2 separate regions of the Macaca mulatta genome follow, and region 1 is linked to region 2. Evidence: chromatin contacts called from public Hi-C data. All regions are on one chromosome and are shown on one strand. The core of a region is the stretch at or near the end of the contact, and the rest is flanking DNA. Distances in the headings are between cores, read along the strand shown. Region 1 overlaps SERTAD2 (SERTA domain containing 2). Region 2 has its middle 80 kb from the start of SERTAD2.

Evidence for each region. A called contact is a pair of places that touch in the nucleus more often than the background predicts.
Region 1: a contact with region 2 is called in a Hi-C map of CD4 T cells, with 3 times the contacts expected there. The contact joins two enhancer-like sites. A contact is called at or near these places in 2 of 14 Hi-C or Micro-C datasets (CD4 T cells and liver).

Annotation. Positions count from the first base shown.
Region 1 is chr13:60,082,537-60,088,678 of T2T-MMU8v2.0, forward strand. All of the region lies in intron 1 of SERTAD2 (SERTA domain containing 2), which reads left to right. Among named protein-coding and RNA genes, the nearest start is that of SERTAD2, 8.0 kb to the left of the region's middle. Within about 2 kb of position 3,620, at least 17 of the 40 cell types and tissues checked have an H3K27ac peak or open chromatin away from gene starts, as enhancers often do. A contact at or near this core is called in CD4 T cells, where this site is marked.
Region 2 is chr13:59,994,145-60,000,384 of T2T-MMU8v2.0, forward strand. It overlaps a transcript of SERTAD2 not described here. Among named protein-coding and RNA genes, the nearest start is that of SERTAD2, 80 kb to the right of the region's middle. Within about 2 kb of position 1,462, at least 14 of the 40 cell types and tissues checked have an H3K27ac peak or open chromatin away from gene starts, as enhancers often do. A contact at or near this core is called in CD4 T cells, where this site is marked.

The sequences.
Region 1 (6,142 bases), core at 2,370-4,869, 91 kb after region 2:
CTTTTCTGAACTTTTTAAGGCAAACTAATTTTGTTTTAGTAGTTTTACCATGTCCAGAAATAGAAAATGAAGTATGTTTCACTGGCAGTGGTTCTTAGCTGTCTGACAAGTAGTTGGTTTACAAATTAAAAATTCGATTCTTCAGGTGGTTCCTGCCTTCTTCTAAAGCTCCAGAAGACAGGTAGGATGAATCGAGTGTGAGGGGGTGGCAGGCTGGGGAGGTTGAGGAAGGCTTTCCATGAAGACCATTGAAGGTAATTGAAGAATTATGAAGCATTTTCCTTAGAAAATAAATAGTTATTACATTTAGTGTGGTACTCTGATTATTTTTATTGTATTTAAGTGACTTAGCTTAAAGTTCAGTGAGCCATTCATTATCAATGCACAGAAGTCCTTGGGAAGATATACGTTTTATCTCAAAATAGTCCCAAAGTAGTTATTTTTTAATGGCTGCCATATTTACAAAGTATCATTTACTCCCCTCAAGTTTAGTTTGTATCCTCATTGCCTTTTTCTTTGTAAAATTATTTTCTGTGTGTGAATTATTCAAGTATATGATACAAAGTTTAAATTGTCTTTGTAAAACCTTATTAGCCTACCTAATTCTTAGAGGCAACTAAACATTCGAAACATGTAGATTACTTACATGGGACAGGTATTTACGTAGAATAGTTATTTCCTGCCATTTGCATGTCTCAAGTATATTTCTATTATTCTGCACCTCAAATTGTTGTACTCATGTCATGTTGTAGAAATGTGATATTGTTCTCTAAGGAATCCAGGTTTAGGCCATACAATACAATGTTCAGTTTTACACAGTAAGTAAAAGAAACAACATTTCTCTGGTTTTCCTCTTTGGACTGCACGGATAAGTTATAAGATGAAATATGTACTGTATTTGTAAGCAATATTTTAAGTGATTCTTTTGTAGTAATGAAGCATCCAAATTTGAAGGCATGACTAGTTTTTAATTTTTAACTTTTAAGAAACGTTTCTATTGAAGCATTTCTTGAAGTAGCATACTTTATTTTTATTCCTTAGTTTTATTCAGTGGCAAATAGTTGTCTAACTAATAAAACCTAGAAGGCCACCTTCGGTTTTAACTAAGATGTAATTTTATCTCTCACAGAATTGTTCTAAAATCTATTTCCCTGTTTTAGTAAGACTTACATGTATCTTGAGTCCTGAGGTTTTTTTTTTTTTTTTTTTTTTTTCTAACACAAAAACTGTCACATGCTTTTGGCAAAGCCTTTCCTTCCTACTCTAAGCCCCCCACCCCCTTGACATTGTTTATTAAGGGTCTCTAGCGTGAGGGAGAAAAACGGTGTATCTTTAGGGAAAAGATGCTACAGGAGGATTGAAACAGAATCCCATCCAAGCAATTATAAATACAGGAAAAAAAAATATTTTCATTATGCTGGAGAATGGGGGTTGGGCAATGCTGGCTAGCCTTTACTAGTAAAGCACGTAATCTTATGGGAAAAATTGTCAAATCTGAGAATTCCTTACCCTAATGTTAATGAGGCCTTAGATTCAAAATGCTAAAAATATCATATTCTGACACCAAATTATTACGAAGTAGCATCACAATTCAAATGATTATAATATATAGATATGTTTATACTTTCCAATTTTCAAATGGGGAGACTCATTATAACATTTCATCTATTATGAGCATTATTATTGAACGTACAACATCATATAACCTGAACTTGTAATTTAAATAGAAAGAATTCCAGCAAGTAGTTACACATAATGATCTTGCTTCATTATCTCCCTAAGGTTAACTGTGTTACATTTTATAATTAAATGGCCCCTCCCCAATGTCTTTTCTGAAGGGTTTTCCCAAATAACTGCCTGAAGCAGTATCTGTTCAGTATGGAGATAATTTATAGTTATTAAGAAGTAGCAAGTAGGCTTAGTAAAGGCATCTATACTGGTAAAAGTCTTAGCCTAATTTATTGAGGCTCATTGTTTTATTGGGAGTCCATGTTGGAAGCCCCACTGGAAATTCTGAACTGTTGGCTTCCCCACATTCACATCTCCTGACTTGGGTGTGTGTTTGTTGTTGTGTGTTTGTTCTCATTTCAGGAATCCTCCAGGGATTCTAACCATGGTTTTTGAAACGTCAGTGTTAACTTTTGCATACAGGGAAACAACCTTTCCTATACACAGTACTTCCAGAGTTTGAACCATACCATAATTTAATTTATTTTGGCCTTGGAAAAGCTCCCAGCTTGCTTAGCATTGTTCTGTGGATACCTGAATTTGAAAACAATCTTGAAAATGTATATACTTTGAGAGCTGTAGGTAGAAATTGCAGTGAAGAATCAGACTTCTGCGCTCCTTGCTGCTCGGCTGCGCCCCCTCGTGGCTGGATGTGATGTGCTGTCTTGCAGAGTTTAAAGAGTTCCAACTTGAATTGGGCGTGCTTGTTTACATGAGCAGTAATAGCTTTCTTCTGTGTGAAAAAAAAACCTATCAAATTAATATAATAGTTTTCATTGGGGGTGTGAGTAATTTATTGTGCTTATTTTATATGTTTTAATTTTAAAAATATGTATTGGCGTGTTGTGGTTTGTAACTTTTTATTATGGAAAATTCCAAACACACTCAAAAGTAAAAGCGAGAGTACAATGCACTGCCTTGTACTTATCAGCCAGCCTCAGCAGGTATCAACATTTTGTCAAATCTCGTTTCATCTACATGGCCAGGTTTTGGGGTTTTTGTTTGTTTGTTTGTTTTGGAGTATTTTAAAGCAAATTCCAGGCATCAGAGCATATTATGTTTTTGTTAACTTCAGGTTAAAAACTGTATAATTCTACTCAATCTTTTACTTGAATTAAGTGTGCCATTCCCAAGTAATCCTTTTTCTTTATAAATTTTTAAAAAAATTCCTTAAAACTGAGAAAACAAATAAAGCTTTTTTCTTTCTAATTTTTTTTTTTTAAATCGAGTGTACCATACTTTTAGCCAGAATCCTTAGGTAAAATAAAACAATTGACAGCATTCTCATTGTCCTTGGAAGAAGGTGATTGGTGTCCATAGCTTCATAAGAGTTGGGATTAAAACTTAAAATTCCCAGCTGGCAGAGGAACCACTGACACAGGATATTAGAAACATTTTATACCATTGACATTTATATTCTAAAAAGCCCATTTTCTTTCCAGATGTGTACTAACAAGGCCGTAATTTAAAGAAATAATTATTTGAAACATTCTCTCCCAGAATTTGACTATATTTTGCTTACTAAATGCAGTTGTCAACATTTTTAAAAATTATTTTACTAGGAGAAAAGATTATATTTGACAAACCTCCAGTATTGGAAATTGTCTTCAATTTAATAGAAGCATGTAAAAATCTGAGAGGAGAAACTAGGATTTAAAAAATTTGAACTTCAGAAAACAACCCCAAACAGTAAAAGTTGTTTCTTAAATTTACTTAGGGTTTGACTTCCTGGTCGAATTTCAGTGTATCCTCAGGCTTCCCCGCCCCCTGCCCTCTTCTCCACTGTCAAGAAAGCCAGGATTGCTCCTGCAGGTCTTCGTCAAATGCAGGGTCTGATCTTGCACAAACAGCCTAAGTTGCGTTGCCCTGCGGGCCCCCGCGCGGCCGGTGCGCAGCGGGAGAGCCCGGAGGAGGCGCCGGCAGCAAACAGTGGTATCGGGTTACAGGTTCAGAATATCGCTGGAGCACTGGTGACTGGCTTTATAATTACATTGCCGATTTGTTAGGGGAGGCTTGTCTTCCTTACCAATTAGCATGGATGTTACTGCAGGGGCCTCAAATTCTGGATGAGCTTTGGTTGTTTTGTTTTTGTTTTTGTTTTTGTTTTAAAGCATCCCGATCCATAGAACTTCATGGGTTCTGTTACTAACACTCCCTCTTGTCTTTGGGCATCCTTACGGTGTCTGTAAATAAGCCAGAGACGGTCTCTCCCTGTTGGAACGTTTGCCCCTGTTTCTGCCCACTCCCCTCGGCCAGACGCAGTTGTTTTGGGGTCCGAGGTCTACTTTTGCTCTTTGGATACCCCAGCACCCCCCCGCACCGTGCTGGAGGGGACAGCCCACATCCCGTGCCTGCTGCAGTGTCAGGACACACGAGCCCCGGCTGAGGACGTGCCTGTTTCTCTTAGCTTCCTTTCTGATTCTGCCAGCATCATCCACCACTGCAACCTTTTCAGGGCAGCCTCTTTGTTTTCGCTGCTGTGTTTTCTTGTTCCTTGGGGGAGGAGGGTGTTAAAAGCCTGGACATGATCAAGATTTCTTAGTCCAGTGTGTTGTTTAAGGTGTAATATTTTAAGTGTAGAAAGTTGTCTAAGCAAATAGCTTCCCCCAATTAGGATCGGGCTTCTCCTTCCGGCTCAGAAGTTGCTGTGTCACACTACGACAGCAGCCTGGAGGCAGAGCACTGGGGTCCTCAGCGTCCCACCCTCAGGCTGGTGGGAGGTTCCCTTTTGTCATGAACAGAGGCTCTCCCACTTGGATGCCTCAAAAGCAGGGTCCTAAATGCATTGGAAGGCCAGCCTGTGGAGTGAGGAGAAGAGAAACAGCATATTCTGTGTTTCAGAAGTTGTCTCAAAACAATCCTGGCCCTACTTCGAGCCTCTTTTCGGCTCAGAAGTCTGCCACATGCCCAGCTAATTTTACCAGGGGCACCCCTTCTACCACCACCGCCAAAAGACACCAGCAGAATGAATGTGTTTCCACTTAGGGCTGTGGGCTTTGGTGCCACAGGATGTCAGGGGAAGGGAAGGACCGCTGCCAGCCTTCTTGTAAGACAATTGCCACACGTCTTCTCTCAGCTTTTTTCTGACAAAGAAGTGGGTGCATGAGGGCAGATCACTACTTTGAGCGTTGGCATTGGGGTAAAGGCCTCATCTTTCTTGTTTTAGCGTTAGCATTGGCACCTCTGGACTCGTCAGCAACCAGTGGTCACACCAGCAGCCATATGGGACAGTGTAACTGATGAGGTTAGGGATACGACTCGTTAAAGCTCTTCTTTGAATTAGGAGCCTTTTTCCTGAGAGCTGTTAGCTAGCGTTTTGAAAACATTCCTGTTGAAGTATAGCATGCATGTGGAGCCGTGCAGGATCCCGCGTGTGCAGGCCGGTGACTCATCACGAGGCAGGCCCCAGCTGCACTCTCCACCCAGGTGAGCGGCAGAGCATGGCCAGCTCGCCCCACTGGCCGCCGGTACACCACGGCAGACACGGGAGTTCAGTGTTGCCTTGTTACCTGACTTTTAAAACAACATACCACTTAATTGTGAAGCCTGCTGCACTCTTGAGAAGAGAGCATACAGAATGTCTAGTTGTTGCTGTTTCCCAAAAGGAAATTGGAAAAAGCTCTTGAAAAGGTGCACAAGGTACAAACCAGTTGGGCTTCTAAGGCGATGCTTTCCTGGGTTCCCCGTCTATCCCCGCACCGGGTCAAGGTGGTGCCGAGCTGCACAAGCCCCAGGGGTGCAGGACCAGGTGTCTCCACTCAAGCTTTGATTCCTTTTTGGTCACAAGATCAGTCACACCTTCCCCAATTATTTCCTCTCTTAAGAATTTAGAACTAAGCTGTCAACTTTGACCCCCTTTTAAAGTCCTTTTGTGGCATGCATTCCCTTTCTCCAGACACTTGAGTAGAAAAGTCTGTCAAGAGTTTTCCTTCTGCCCGGGGTTAATGACAGTCATTTGGGATGAATCAAGTTAAAACATAATGCAGAGTTTTACATCTATGAAGACTTTTGCATCTTTTTTTGACTGGCACAGAGAAACCCAGCAAGCCAGTCTTCATGGGCTGAGGAGGGCTCCCTGTGCAGGCCTCCTACAGCCCCCGCACTGCCCCCAGGGCCTGTCGAGGGAGCTGCCAGGATGCTGTGATGTCTGAAGAGGCTGGGGTGAGCCTGCAGGTGAAAGCAGTGGTTTTCGTTGGTGGTGGTAGGATGACAGAAGCGGTAATTTGGAAAAGTCAATTTAATACTCTTACTTTAAAAATTCATAACATTTATTTTGACGGTTCAAATAACATTAAAGGACAGTAATTTTTTTAAAAAAAGATTTTAAAGAGGTGTAGCTTTTAAATAGTTGGAAAACATTGAGCTAAAGATAACTTTTTCTGATGTATCTTTTAAAAAATTGTTTGCATTTTTT
Region 2 (6,240 bases), core at 212-2,711:
CACATAAAGGAATGAAGCTGGTGACAGCCATTTTCAAGTATAATCCGAAACTACTTCCAGATTTTTCTACAAAGGTGTTTGGCATCTGGGTTAGCACTCATGCTGGGGAGGAACCCTGGCGTTAGATAGCCCTCTAGGTTTCTTGATGTCTTTAGGATATGTGGCCAATATTACTTGCTGGCACCGACCCTGAAAAAGTTGAACTGGTGTCATACTTTTTACATTCCTGTTACGTCTAACTATAGAATGAAGGAAGTGCTCATGGCACTTCCCCCTTGTTTAGTGAGTTCTCCTCCACAGCTCTCAGAGGAGTTGGCCAGGGTCCGGCTGGATGCCCAGTCCATGTTTCTGTTCTTTTCTAGTTCCTGTAAGGTAATGCTGCATAAAACTTTCACTTGTTATCTTCTTTTTGTCTTATGTCTTCCTAAAAATTGAAAAGTAATATTTGTTATTATCATCACCATTTCTCAGACACTGAGAATAAGGCCTATCTTGGCTAAGTGTTTGACCTAGGATTATATGTAATCAACTGCAGAGCCAAAAACAGAACTTGGGATTCTTTCTGGGCTTCATTTTATTACTGAGCCATAGTTTCTCCTTTTTTCAGCTACACTTAAAACAGGACCAAAGAAACTAATTTCCAGGGACCAAGAATATTTCCCACATCTCTTCTTCAGTGTTCCAGTGTTAGGATTTACACGAGATTTATTGTCTGAAGTAAAGTTTCATTGCCAGTTATAAACACGATCCGCTCCCATATTATTCCTGATTTGACTGCTATCCCAGAAGGTGATGGATAGTTGAAGAAAGATTATAATGAATGCAGCCCCTATTTTCTTTTTTGCCCTTCTAAATTTGATTTAACAGGCTGATTTCTGCCAGGAAATTTCATGAATGGGCAAATGTTAATAAGCCAGATTTTTCCCCTTTATAGTAATAAATGTAACAAAATATCTCCCCATAGTTAGACTATGTTAGTACTTGAGTGAGTACTTCCTGAACTTATAGGAAGAAGCAACTGCAACCACTCTGAAAATGAAGTGGTTCCTATAAAACTTGGTTACTGCAGTCTGAACATATTTTATGCTTTGAAATATTTTGTCCATAGTTCTTTTTGTTAGTGAATATAGAGCTTGAGGGGAGTTCTGTAAAAACTAGAATCAACTGTTCTGCTTTCAAAATGCTTTTTAAAAATCAAACTGAGGATAAAGTTGCTGAATGACAGGTTTTCCCCACTTTCAGAGTAACAAAAGTGAAAGTTGCATTTTGATCAATTTTGCGTAGTCTTCTAAGTGAAATAAGATCCAAAGTGCATGCTGTTGTGCTCACACCAAGCAGTTAAGCAGTTTTGTTGTTTTAGTGCCGCTGAACGTGAACTGGTGCATGTCCACACATGCCACACATAAAGAGTCCATTCTTGCTCATGTGCAGCCTGAGAAGCCTGGCCACAGAGGTCTTGGGCTCAGTGGAAATTGGCAGCCTCTCTTCTCCTGTAAACAACAGCCTGACGTCACCCCATGCAGTGGTGATAGCGGACCCACTTCAGAGATTCCCCATTGACAGAACTGTGGAAGGGCCGGCTTTGATCATCTTCAGTCACGCTTGAGTGAACGTAATGCAGAGAAATTTGTTAATGTCAGAAACACTGGAGTAGCCCTTTAAAACTGTTTTTAAAGTACTTATCTGTGAATTTTCACATGTAATCCCAACAACAAATCTGTGTGATCAGCAAGAGAATTGTGGCTGTTCCCATCTTAGAAATGTGCCAATTCAAGTCCAGAGAATAAAAAGTTAGTAAGTGGTGGGGGAGTGACTGAAATTCAGGCCTTCTAAGCCCTGCCTTGTCTCTCTTTCCACTATATTAAATAATTTCTGTAGAGTAGTAACTGTTAATTGTTCCATTCTGCTACTTCCTCTCCCATCTAAAATGTGTGGTTTGATGATTTATGAATTTTCTTTTTTTCCCCAGTCAAGACATCTGTGCATGAACATCAGATACATTCTTTTTGCATTTGGGAACTCCTAGACAATAAGGTAACCCACTCCTCTGCTTCTGAGAGAGCCTTTGAAAAATCTAGCATAAGCCTATACTCACAGCTTAATTGGAAAGATTTATTAACAAGATGATCCTGTTGCTCATTTGGCTTCTGAAAGCTACATAAAATTGAGAGGATGAATGGTTGTAATTCTTTTGTGTTGTTAACTGGAAGAGGCAAAACCAACATAAAAGGACTGCTCTATTAGTTAGAAATCAGAATTTTATTGGGGGAGGAAGAGAAAGTTGAATAGCCACTGGTGAAAATATAACTTATTTGTTATATAAAATAGTTGTCTTTTCTCATGTGCTCACTTCTGGTTTATTTTCAGGCAGTTACAAAAAGTAGAAAAAGAACTATTACTTTCCATGATTTATATAGTTGCATATCTGATTTGGGAATACTTCAGGTTGTAGGTAGCTTTTGGTTTTCTGTTTGTGACTGAGTTAGTTTTTCAGGGTGACATTAAGAATAGGCGGGAAGAGTGCTTAGGTATGTGTGGATTATCCATAGTGAAGTATGGGGACCTTCTCTGCTGAATGCCCAGAACTTGGAGCAGCTCACCTGGGAGGTGTATGTTTAGGGAATACAAATTTATGTTGATTTTAGTTTACCCTTGACTGAAAAGCAAATGTAGTTTTAAAAAATAAACTGCTTTTTAAAATGTACTTTGGCAGATAGCAGGCACTCAAAGAAATGAGTTTTAAATAAAGCTGTGATAATCAGAAGTTAATTATTTAGCAACCTCAATAAGCTAGCATCTATACAAGAGTGACTAAAATATACCCAAGATAAAGAGTACATTTGGGCTGGGCGTGGTGGCTCATGCCTGTAATTCTAGCACTTTGGGAGGCTGAAGTGGGAGGATCACCTGAGGTCAGGAGTTCGACACCAGCCTGGCCAACATGGTGAAACCCGTCTCTACTAAAAATACAAAAATTAACTGAGCGTGATGGCGTGTGTCTGTAGTCCCAGCTACTCAGGAGGCTGAGGCAGGAGAATCACTTGAACCTGGGAGGCAGAGGTTGCAGTGAACCAAGATTGCACCATTACACTCCAGCCTAGGTGATTGAGCAAGACTCCGTCTCAAAAAATAAAAAAAGAAAAAATTAAATAAATAAATAAATTTGGGTGAAAGAAATATATCTTACTGAATAAAGTAAAACAATTTAAAAGGCTATTTATTTTGCATTTTATTGCATTAAATGGAAAAAAATGTTTTGCCTTTAAAAGATGACACTACCAGTTTTTAAAATGACAGCAGGCTGAAGGAATAAAGTATATAGAAGGTTCTCAAAGCCTCCATTTATGAAGAAACAAAGAAAACAAGTCACTGCCTTCTTACCATCTTTCTCTTTTTTCTGTGAGTGACAAAGAATAAGGAGCAAGTAACAGCTGCCGGCCAAAGCCTCTCACTTCTGTTCTGCAGTTAAAGTCTCAAAGTCTAGGGCTGCTGTGAGCATGGAGTGATGCGTGCAGAGAGCAGCCTGTGCAATGCATTGTGCTGGCCTTGCGGGGAGCTGCCCATGCAAGGAGCAGCCATGCGGTAAGCTACTCATGCAGGGAGTAGCCATGCAGGAGCTCAAGGAGAGGGCAGCCCTTACAGTGCTGTGGGCACCCTGTGGAATGCAGTGCAGAAAGCAGCCAGTGCAGCGTGCGTGCCAGTCCGGGTCTTCCCCAACACTGCCCTTGGGGAAACCCACACGTATTCTTACAGGAATGGCATTAGGGGGTCTGCCCAAACCAGCTTTAAGTTAAAAACAAAACAAAGCAAAACAATTCCTGAAGTGCCCCAGCTTATCATCTAACAGGCAGTGGAGTTTCTCAGCACTGCCTGAGGTTGTTTGCAATTGTAAACTAATAGTAGTAAGGGCAGAGGCCAGATGTTAGATAACTGAAGTCAGTGGTAGACCAGCTGGAGAGCCAAGCTGGGCTTAGATTTTAACTCTTAAGTTGTCTTGCTGTCCACTCCACACGTAGATGTCATATGAACAGAAAACAAAGTAGAATTTCAATTTTAGTTATTTGGGAAAGCATTAGCTTTTTATTTTAATACTTCAGAGTTTGTTGAAAAAACCATTTTGGCAGGTTGGTACAAGGAGTAATACCATCTATATCTATATGGTGCCTTGCAGTTTGTAAGTGCTGTCATGAGCATTATCCTATTTAACACCCACAGCCACAACCACCTTGTGAGGTATTGCCTCCCATTTTACAAATGAGGAAACAGACTTCTGAGAGTTTACAGCTTGTCCAAGGGCACACAGCTAGTAGTCATTAGAGCCATCCTGCTCCAGTAGTCCCTCCACTATGCAACCAGCACTTTGATAGCCTCTAGCTTCCTGGTCTTCCCTATCTGTCACTCTCATATTTTCACAGAAAACCACCGTCTAAAAATCTGCCTTAGTGACCATTCCATGTTACTCACAATAAGAACGTATATATCATCAAAGGGTAGCTTCTTGATTGACTTTGAAGTCAATAATTGAATAAAAGAAGAGCCTTGTTATTTCTTACTTAGAACCATGCTGAATGAACCTTAGGGACCATTTGGTTCAAATATGTATATATATATTTAAATCTAGAGTAAAGCCCTTCATAAGGAAAGTGAAACTCCAGTTAATTGCAAAGACTAGGGCCCACTTCCTCAAACTCAGACCATTGTGTTCTTTCTTTTAGAGGACACCTCCTTCAACAGAGGTACAGATCTTGTCTCAAGAGCTAATTTGACTTGAGCTTCTAGCAGATATTCCTGAGTGTCTACTCTGTGCAAAGACCTGTGTGGAACCAGCTCTGGAGGAGTTTTGGATCTAGTGGGAGAGACTTAATTCAGGAGAAAATGCACCTAGTGCTAAGTCTTCAGCCATTTAAAAGACTAAGAATGTCATAGATAATCCAAATTTGGTCTTGGTCGTCAGGAAACATTTATGAAGAAGCCCTTTCTTATATGTTCTTATATGACCTCCTATTTGTACAAAAATAGCAACTGTGGCCACTTTGGAACTTTTGGAATAATGCCACCCATCCCTGAGAAGCTGAAGGATAATATTAAAAGCAAATCAAACTGTTATTGTTAGCACCAAATTTCTCTTTAGGTCTTGTCCCTAAAAGTTTTAACTTAGAAAATCACATATTACTCATATTATAAAAGCTCTGCTAATAACTTTGAACTGCTTAAAATACATTTTCAAAGAGCTAATGGTGAGCAAGCCACATGTTTCACGGCCTTCCCTGAGCACTGATCAGCTGAGAACCTGGAGAGCCTTTCTGAATGCACCCCTGATAATTTGGGCTGTCTCCAAGTCAAGCTGAATTGATAGGGAATGCAAAATTGATCAGAATAATTACAAGTGTCATTATATGAAAGAGATCACTTTGCCAATGAACACTCATAGACTGCCTTTATAGACCTAATTTGCACCAGAATTAAGTTTGTCTTTCTCAATAGTTGCTTCCCAAACTGAACAAACTGCATGGTGTAAATGGGTCAGTTTTCACAGTACTCTGCATGAAATATTCAGATATACACAAAGGCAGTTGTATTGTAAATTTCAAGGGCAAAGTAGTCTCCAATAAAGCAGGTATGGGAGGAAGCTGTGTTACATTCTTAGAGGAATGAGTTTCTCTTTAACTTAAAAAACCGCATTCAGTATCCTGCTTGCTTCCCGTGGATCATACTCAGCTTCCATTTTTTGCCTTTTAGCCAACCTCTTTTCATTTACTCATGTTTCTGCCTCTCAGTCAGCAGTATTTGGCTATAATCGGGTGTTTTTGCCCTCACTTAGTTCTCCAGGGTCTAAGAACTCAATAGAATAGAATGATTTTGGGTGAGGTTTTTTTTTTTTTTTTTTTTTTTTTGAGACGGAGTCTCGCTGTGTCTCCCAGGCTGGAGTGCAGTGGCGTGATCTCGGCTCACTGCAAGCTCCGCCTCCCGGGTTCACGCCATTCTCCTGCCTCAGCCTCCCAAGTAGCTGAGACTACAGGCGCCCGCCACCACGCCCGGCTAGTTTTTTGTATTTTTAGTAGAGACGGGGTTTCACCATGTTAGCCAGGATAGTCTCGATCTCCTGACCTCGTGATCCACCCGCCTCGGCCTCCCAAAGTGCTGGGATTACAGGCTTGAGCCACCGCGCCCGGCCGAGGTTTTTTTTTTTTTGGGACAGAGTTTCGCTCTTGTTGCCCAGGCTGGTGTGCAGTGGTGTGA